Regions from separate parts of the Triticum aestivum genome. Here region 1 is linked to region 2. A link is a contact called in public HiCAR-type data. All regions are on one chromosome and are shown on one strand. The core of a region is the stretch at or near the end of the contact, and the rest is flanking DNA. Distances in the headings are between cores, read along the strand shown. Region 1 has its middle 71 kb from the start of LOC123187448. Region 2 has its middle 4.1 kb from the start of LOC123187447.

Region 1 (5,036 bases), core at 1,796-4,295, 230 kb before region 2:
AGGGAAAAAGTCATGGATTTTGTACGCCCTTTTTGTGCTTCCATAAGAAGCACAAATTTGATCTCGTGAAGACACAGATACATGCTTGGGAAAAAATGAAAAAAAATACCACGCTTCTGTCTTCCTTTTTAATCATGATTTTTTTCCACCAAAACCGATAATCATAGGATCTATTTTCGAAGATTTCAATGCGGGTATCCAATGATGAAAACAGTTCAGGATTTGAATGCATGGTTCAAGAGATAAAATGTAAAAAACAAACAAACAAATCTATGAACAAAGAGAAAGTCACAGGTTGCAACAAGTGGCGCACATACAGTGCGCCACTTGTTAGCATCTCAGAAGGTAGGAGTGACATTTGCAAGGGATACTCTTTAACTATTGATTTTGGCGTTATAGATTGCTGTATTTTTTTTTTTGAGACAATGCTGTATTTTTTGTTGACGCGAATTGCAAGTAACTGTGCTCTTTCTAGAAGACCTCCTATTTGGTGCCTTAGTACCAGGTAAACTGCACAACGGCCTGAGCTCCGCCTCATGGACCGCAGCCCAGTGTATCCGGCCCAGTGTACGTGGGCATGCTCGCGCCCGCCAGACAGTTTGTTTTTCTATTTGACGGTTTGACTTCTGACCCACTGACGACCATTGACCCTTTGAGGAATTTGATCCTTGACTTTTCTAGAAAACAAATCACGAAATTAAAAAAGATTACGAATTTGAAGAAATCCGCGGATCATAGAAAGTTCACAGATTTGTAAAACGTTCGTGGGTTTGAAAAGAGTTTCGCGGATTTGAAAAATTGCATGGATTCTGGAAAATTTTGCAGATTTAAATAAATGTTCCTGGATTTGGAAATGGTCTGTGAGTTTATTTTTTCATGAATTTGAATGTTTTCATGAATTCAAAAGAAATTCACAGATTTAAAAAAGTTTATGGATTTGACTTTTTTAAAAAATTTGAGAAAGTCCACAATTTAAAACCTTTGATGAAATTTAGAAAAGATCATGAACCTAAAAAATGTTCAAGAGTAATTTAAAAAACGTTTATAAACTTGATGAACGTTTTTCATTTTTTTTTCGTGAAACTCTTTTACTGGAATGTAGTTCACCGAGTAATCAACTTTTCAAATTCATGATTTTCCCAAATAATTCAAAATTCTAAGTGTGACACTGGACGGTATTGCAATAAATATCACGGGCATAGTGTTCTTATATCATTGGCGCTACCTTCAGTCAGTAGATTCGAGTAGCTGTAGTGGTTAGCCGTATGCGCTAAAGGCGCGTTATAGGAGCTCCCACAAAACGATAGCGGGCGCCAAATAGGAATCAGCTTGTTCTAGTGGAGATAGAAAAAAAATTGCATTGTCGAAAAAAAAAGATTGAAGTTACCATGTTTGTTTTGCCCAGCCTGACAGAGAAAGTCAGTTCTGTTCTGCTCAGCGCTGCTACAGTGACACGAGGTAAAAAAAATCTACTACCACGCTCGAGCTTGGGAATATACCTCAAATAAAACTGCAGTACAACGGTCAAGCTCAGCCTTGCCCTATCAGAAAATTACCATTAATTAACAAGCTTTCACAAGCTGGATTTGAACGGGCACCACAAAAGACAAGGACGACGGCGTTCCATGATTATGGATACATCGTGACGCCGTCGACAAGTCTCACTCTGAAGTTATCTCTGTCCAGTAAAAAAGATAAGCTGAAGAAGAAAAACCCACGCACACACACAGCTTTACTTTCCTCTACCACACGATCGATCAGCTTCACATATTCAATCGGCCGACTGGTAAAGTGGGAGTTGAACACTGTTCATTGTCACAGTATATTCCGCGGTCTCTACGGTAGCTGCATGCACGCACGCATGCATGGTTGCACGTCCATCTCACACTTGGATGGTGCAAATGTATCTCGTCGGCTTTGTCGATCTACTACTCCTAGTCCAGATGCTCCATTTGGAAGATGTCACTGTAGGCTAAAAGGCAGGACTACCACCGGCGTACGTAGCGTGCGGTTTTTTACCACTTGCACTTACGACACCACGTGTTCGTATAAACTACAGTCTACAGAGACGCTAAGATGTACGCCACGCTAATGTCGACACCTGGTGGATATGCGTCGACCAAATCTTTTCCTTCCTTCACTTTTTCACCTACTAATGGGATTTACAGCACGTTGAGAATTACCATAACCAACCAGAACCAGGTCGATCTTACTACAGTAACTTCCATCCTTTTCTTAGCAGCCAAGTTGCATATCACTGCTCCACTCCAATGACTCCATCAATGGATGCTTAGCTGTGGTTGCGTAATTTCTTGTAGCTTTGGTCGAAACGAGATAGTTACGCACAACTCCCGCTGCATCGTCCAGTAGCACCAGCTGTGAAGTCTCTCACACACACATCACACATCACACATGCATGCACCAGACACTAGTGCTCTCTATATATTCCTGGACTGTTCAGTCTGTTTTCTTGTCTCGAAGAGGCTGGTGACACCGCCGGAGAGCGATCTCGAAGCGATAAGCGTCAAGTTGTTATCGCATGATCATCTCCCCCCTCCCATTAAGGTCTCACTCCCCCGCCCCTTTTGTGAGCGCAGTCGGCGTGGATTATTGGTTCAAATCATAAGCTACCTAACCTTATCGTCTGATTTGGAACCGGTGGCCAGCCTTCTTACGGAAGCGCTGATCATTAGCTAGTCAAGTCGTCCTGCATGTAACATGTGTTTTCCAGGAACCTCACGCGGTAGTAAAAATCAGAGTACTCCTACGTGGTTATTTCGAATCTTTTCTCCCGTTCGTGACTTTGGCTGAGTGCATCTAGATGTCTGCAGGTTTGTTACTACTACAACGTGTGAAAAGGTTATCTGGCTGCTCTGAGCTTCTGCTTTAGCCACCAAGACAAACATCTTCAATTAAATTATATATTTTCTACGTGGAAAAGAAAGAGAGCTGAAAGAGAAAGAAGTGGCGTGGCTAGCTAGCGACCGAACAAGTGGTAGCTAGCTGTGCAATGTGGAGCCCGGCCGGCGAGGTACGTTTATGATGGGACGGGGATGAAGAGCTATCGAAATCTTTTTGCGTCGAGTGCAACAGCTTACCACTACTTCACTCCAGCTAGCTAGCTAGCTCTTCCGTGGAACGTGTCCTCTGAAGCTACCGGCCAGTCAAAAGCGGCACGCGCGCGCGCATCCATGATGCATGAATGAAACTGAAACCCCTCGACGTGACCGAATTCACGCCATGTCTCTAGTGCGTATGCAGTGAGGCAATTCCATGCAAGCTGCAGGAGCATGAAGACGACCATATAAACTTACGTGTCTTTTTTATTTCTCTCATCTGTTTCGATATAAATACACGTCGTCCTGACCTCACATGCACGTCTCACACCACGACGTGGACACGTTACTCGTACCCTTCTGTCCTGTCTCTCACATGCAAAGAGACTGGCGCGAGACGAGAGGGGACTGAACGATGCCCAGTGGATATACCGGCCTTGCTTGCACGTGTGCTGCGTTCGGATAACCACACCGAGACTTTTGCCACGCCCAACAGCTACCTTTACCCGGTTATACGTTCTCTTTTTTAAACTTATAAGTCCATTTTTTTTTTATGGGAAAAGATGGAGATACTCACACGCACACACACATGCGCTCTATGAACACCTCTGAGAGACTGGGTCGGCCGGTTTTGACATTGATGAAGTCATCATAGACGTCTCGTTATCGATGGAAACATCCTCTCCTACTAAAAGAATATTCCGCCTTTTGAAACATACATACATACACGATACTTTTTTTGAACAGTAGTTGGTCCAGAAAGACCCAACAAGCTTAATTTCTCACTTAGAAAAAAGAAAATTACAAGACAGTCCCTGATTTTTGCAAGGACCCTCAAATAGAAACAAGACTACAATCGGGGTCCAAAAGTAGCTTCTACAATCGCACCATCATCGGGGAGTGGGGGCAGTGAAACCTCGATGTAGTCCCCTGCAACAACAAAGGTCTCTTGAAGAAGTAACCATAGACTCGAAACTGACCTGCATTGTCTTCTTTTCGGCATCCATACCGAAGAATATAAGAACGGCCCTCATGCTAGAAAAACCAACGACGAGGATTTAAAGGTCAGCTGTTGAACGCTATTGGATAGTAGGCATCGTAGCTCCTCCGCAAGCATCATTGGTGATGATCCTCTTCTCAATCGATATGCTCTTGAGGCCTACTCTTCCCCAACTCCTTTTCCACTACCACGAGGTCGAACGGAAGAAAATCCTCCAGATCAAGGAGCAAGTCGAGCTTATTGGGAGTGCTTCCTTCAGATCCACCACCAATCAACACCATCAACCATCCACCATGGATGGGCACATTGGGTGAGATCTAGAAGCCCTTGAACACAAGTTAGGTGCGGGAGGAGGAAGCGCCAACACGACATGACACTAGAAGCCGTTAGAACAAGTCACCTTGACCAAGCCCTACAACTAATCCCAGCCCAACTGTGAACATGAGACTCCAACGCTTTGCTCCCATCTCCACACCGACCGACATCGTCGTAAGAGGAGAGAGTTGGCCTTTGTTCTGCCGAGTTCCAACGGGGCTAGGTGAGAGAGGAAGGGAAAGGGGAAAAGGGAGTCATCGTCTTAACCTAGTATGCCACACAATACTTTTCTAGAAGGAAAAATTTTATTGAGGTTACCTAGAACTACTATTAGTTTGACATCACTTATGGGAGTAGGCGGAGCATGGATTATTACTTGGAGTGGGTTGCTTTCAAATTTAAGCCCTACCAATTATAACGACGGAACACATGCAGTTTCAGAACGTCTACCAGTTAGCCTGGATCACTTGATAAGAGAGACATGCATTAGCAATCTTGAGAGAGAATTACTATTCCAGAGTCTAGAGGTGGTTTGTGTTTTAGAGATATGCAAGTCTTTAATGACGCAATGGTCGCTAAACAAGCATAGAGGCTAGATGAGAACCCTGAAAGTTTGTGTGGAAGGGTACTCAAAGGAAGGTACTACCTTGATTTCTTGACAGAGG
Region 2 (4,889 bases), core at 921-3,420:
ATTGTATCTAGATGTATTTTAAATTCTAGATACATTCATTTCTATATATTTTCGTGAAAGGGAATATATTAATATCACGGTGATACGAATTACACCCGGCCTTTGTACCAACAAGATGTTCAAAGACATCAAGGATACACACAACCAAAAAAAGAAATAAAAAGAAAGAAGAAAAGAGCCCCGCCACGGTGATCAGTCACTAGCAACAACAACCCTCTAACTACCACCAAAAACAACACCCGGCTTACAAAAAAGGTTCTCCAAAAGCAACGCCTCCTAGAAGGAAACAACGCATAAGCGTTATCGTTGCCCGATCGAAGATCTTGAGTTTTCACCATGCAAAAAGTCCAAGTTCACCGAAAAAACAATGCCTTCGACAAGGTCATTGCCAAGTACAACCAATGAAGGCCAGACCTTGGATTTCACTTAGGAATCGAGACTCGGTACTCGAGGAACACCACCGAAATTGCAGACCTCTAGTGTTGCCGCCCCCGCCTGCCAAGGCCGTTGTGCAATCCACCAAACACCTAGCACACAGTCTGCATCGCATCCAGTACACCTTTCCGCCAATGCTTCAAGACCTCCAATCGCAGCCGCAATGACTTTCTCCACCTCCATCAATGTCTTGAAAATCTTGACTTAGACATGTCCCACGACTTTGATAATAAAGCGAAGCTTCGCGTCGCGCCCTTTTGAAGCCGTGTTGGCTGATAATATAAGAGCGCGCGACCGGAGCCTTTTCGATCTAGATATCCAGGGACGACATTTGCCAATCCATATAGATCTCTAACAGGGAAGACCGAAATATGTCAGTGGCCATATCGAAGAGGTCTAGGTTCGATAGGAAGACGTCATGACAGACGGAGATTGCTAGGGCCAAACTAGCACAACCACAATTGCAGCCGCAACAGCCAAAGTAGCACCGCAGATCAAGGCCGTGACGGCTGAGCCCATGACGTAGCCTGCCATGCATCCGCTTCGACAAGTAATTCGGGACGAAGGGAGTACTTCTTTTCGCAATAAAAACCTTGACTTGCTGGTCAGTCCCATATGTACGTCAACATGTATGAAGTTAGGTCCGTAGCCACTACTTTTACGGTGTGACAAGCAACCTGACACTAGCTATCATTAAGCTGTATGCTATGAAACTCGGCCAGTGTTTTTCTAAAGAAAACTAGGTAGAGTCGAGTTACTCAAGTCAAGCAGGCACGTAGGTGCACTAGTCGAGAGAACACCAACCAAACGTGTGTGACAAGTGGCAGACGACAAACCTATATCTCGAACGAACTAGTCTACCAAACCCATCAACGCTAAGATTCGTCTTAATGACACACGGTCACTGCACATGCATATATCTATCAATCTGTGCACACACATCACATGCACGAACAAACAACTTTTTTTGTTTCCAGGCACGTACTGTAGGCCCGTAGCTTAGCTATAGGGTACCTTTGGGGTAGTGCTTGTCGGCCAAATTCCTATTTTGACCCTTTTTTCATTAGTTTAGCACGATTTGACATATGTGCATAATTGTTTTGGATCTGATCATTTGTATATCGTCATTGTCTTTAACGGTACAGTAACGCATCCTAATGCCATGGTTTATGACGATAGGATGCGTTACCCTACCGTCATAGCCTATAGCAGTAGGGTTTTCATCTTTATTTTATTGCATGTGTGCCCCTATTATCATTGCATGCATCTCCCTACAGCTAAAGACCATGGCGATAGGGTCTTTTTCATACCGAGCAGGCGTGACAGTGTACGTAAGTTCTACCACCAAAGACCTTGGTCGTAGGATGTGCTAGCATACCGCCAAAGACAATGACGATAGAAAAATGGGCATATCCAAAAAAAATTGCACATAGGATCAGATCGTGCTTTAAGTTAACCAAAAGGATTGAAATAGTGAATTTGTCCTACTTGTCTGCCAAAACAAATGGAACCAGACAAGCATTGGAAGAACAACGACATGTAGCACATCTAGCGTGGCGTACGATCGAGCGCGCGCACGTCGCCGTTGACGTGAACTCGGTCGATGGACCTGGGCTAGCTTTGCCGTCGCCGTCGTCGCACGTGTCGACGTGCGCGCGCCGTCGGTCGGCCGGCCCGCCCACCCGATCTTGAAACTGGTGAGAGAGATGGTGGTGGTCATCCGTCCTCGTGAGCCGTGACGATGACGACGGCGACGGACGCGCGCGCGCAGCCAGCGCTAGAGCTGTAGGAACTCCTCCCGAGCACTCCACTTGCCAGAATTGACATGGAGCTCCGTGACAAACCTGGCGCGTGCAGGTCAGCTCAAATGATAAGCCCCCAGCTGCCTGTACATATTATTATTTAAAAAAATTGCGATAAGCCTGCACAAATTTCTCCGGAGACTTGCATGTATTATTATTATTATGTGTGTGTATATCAATAATATGTATCCAGATAACAAAGAATATAAGGTGACAATCAGTATATCAGGTTTTTGAATGAGCTGGTGGGAAGAACATGACGAAACTAACTGCAACTTTTCAGCCTATTTTGGTAGAAACCCATGCCGCAGCTAGCATGTAGTGTGGTTGTGCCGCCGCCACACAAATAATTGGCGGATAGAAATGGGTACATGTATAGTTGCCGGTGAGATGGACGAGAATAAATTAAAGGGGACGACGATGTGGATGACCGAGATGAACGCACGGTCAGCATGGAGTTCAGTTGCATGAAGAAAGCCGTTTGAACGTGACGACCACATCTAGCTAGGCTAGCTAGGTACCTAGTCCCTGCATCGATCGATCTCTTGACCATTCCGTATCACTGCTCTCCTTCAGCAGCCACATGAAAATGAAAATGAAAATGTAAACAATTGACTTCTGCCCGCGTTGGAATTCAACGTGACCAGGTGCATCATATGTCCGTTCACAAAAAAAAGGTGCACCATATGTCAACCTCGAAGTTTTCACGAGCTGAAAGAGAAAATGTGGCAACACACGTTCAGAGATAAGCCTGTGTGCGTGCATCCGGGTGTGCATTCCAGGGTGCAGAGAGCGGGAGGTTTATCCTTCCTTTTGGAGAAAAAGTTCAGAGATAAAACTTGCATCGTTCTCCAAGCATGCAGGACCCGATATATACAAATCCACTGTGCCACTAGGACGGATCGTATAAACAAAACACATTCTCTTGATGGCTTGACCATTCCACTAATCAGTCAAAACTTTAGATATATAATACTACCTTCGTCCTATAATACAAAAGCGTGAAAACTTTAGATATATAAGAGTGTAGTGTCAAAAACACTCTTATATTATGGGACGAAGGGAGTAGTAATTACTAACAAATTTCATAACTTTCCTCCTTGGTTTATACCATGCTTTTTGATTACTGATGAAGTGTTTGTAGTGATTCTTCATTTGTCCTTGCAGTTGGGCCAAAATCAGTTAAAGAGTGATGGACAACCATACGACAATCAGGGTGTATGCACACGACTGGATTGGTACGAGGATTGTTAAAAGGAACACAAGAGTGAAGCTAAACTTGGCGCAATTTAAGATGAACAATTTAAATTTTCTTCTAGTACAGAAAGGTGGTTTCAGTTAAATAAAAACAAGTGGGAGCTTAAACCACACTGTCTTTAATTTGAGATATACAACTTAATTGTTTTTCCTTGTAAACACTGTGGGATCACCTGATCTTATTGCATCCCACGAAGATGGCCCAAACTATCGTCTTCTGTCTACCTCTACAGGAACAGATGAATCCCCGCCAATGAATAAGTTCATGCAGGTATCCTATACTCGAAAACTAGCTCGTTAGATAGATGGAACACCATTATAAAATTTCCAATTATCGATAAAGATAGGTAGGCACGGTGTATGTCTATTACCCATGTTGAGGCCTGAACCAGGGTAAACTACCATGCCTCCAATATCACCAACAAGATCCCTAGGGCACCACCAATCTCTCTACTTCGTTACACAACTCTACACATATTGTAAGATCAATAGTGCATTAATCATCGACATATCCTAGAATCAAAAAGGAAAACGGATCCAGTGTCAACACTGTCAACTACAACTATTGCTCTGAGCCTCCACCGACTCCGTCACCGTTCTCCACCCAGAACTTCATTGCCATTGTTGTTGTTGTCGTGGCTAGACGATGAGGAGGAGGAAGACATTATGCCGCACATACTACTCTACATTTGTGACATCCTCGTGGACATCGACTTTGGACCTTGGCAGACAAGGATCAAATGGCCAGCCCCATGCTCATCCTCGGGAAGCTAACGTCCCCATCACCCGCTATCCGAGTTGGCACATTGCTCGAGGCAGAAAATAGACAATGTGGTCGTGTGGGTGGTAGAATGGCTTGCGTCAACGTGGTCCTCCTCTCGGACCCTATGTTGGAGCTAGATCAACATCATTAGCAATAACGATGTCATCACTAATGGGCCTCAATTCTGACCTATGAGTGGTGATGTTTTTTTTACTAAAAACGGCCATATGTTAGATTCAACACTAAAGGTAAAGGGCCTTCAAATGCTTGTTGTTGTGAGCAGCACTACAAGTGGATTTTGCTTGCCCGATAGTGGTGAACAATCAACAAAGAGTGTTTTTCAGTAGTGTTAATATTTTTACAAGAATTACAATTTTATACGTGGATCCGAGTACCTACAGATATCGTCTCCAATGGAACAGGTATAAAGGTCACGTTTTGCACATGTTTTTTTGCGGACGGATACCCGCAAACTCACATGTTGGGCATGGACGTAGATTTTGCACCACGGATACCCTCTGGTACCAATCTTACATGTTGGGCCCACATGGCAGTGCCCCTAAACCCATTCAAAACTGTTGACACTAAGACAAATGCATATTCTTTTTGAGTGAGAGTTGGACAGTTAAGTA

Evidence for each region. HiCAR-type assays count read pairs that join an accessible place to other places.
Region 1: a HiCAR-type map of leaf shows a contact between it and region 2, with 4 times the contacts expected there. The contact joins two enhancer-like sites. A contact is called at or near these places in 1 of 5 Hi-C or Micro-C datasets (leaf) and 1 of 1 datasets of contacts at active chromatin or transcription factors (leaf).

Annotation. Positions count from the first base shown.
Region 1 is chr2A:59,789,305-59,794,340 of IWGSC CS RefSeq v2.1, reverse strand. No RefSeq gene overlaps it. Among protein-coding and RNA genes, the nearest start is that of LOC123187448, 71 kb to the left of the region's middle. Within about 2 kb of position 3,045, at least 1 of the 8 cell types and tissues checked has an H3K27ac peak or open chromatin away from gene starts, as enhancers often do. A contact at or near this core is called in leaf, where this site is marked.
Region 2 is chr2A:59,561,617-59,566,505 of IWGSC CS RefSeq v2.1, reverse strand. No RefSeq gene overlaps it. Among protein-coding and RNA genes, the nearest start is that of LOC123187447, 4.1 kb to the left of the region's middle. Within about 2 kb of position 2,170, at least 2 of the 8 cell types and tissues checked have an H3K27ac peak or open chromatin away from gene starts, as enhancers often do. A contact at or near this core is called in leaf, where this site is marked.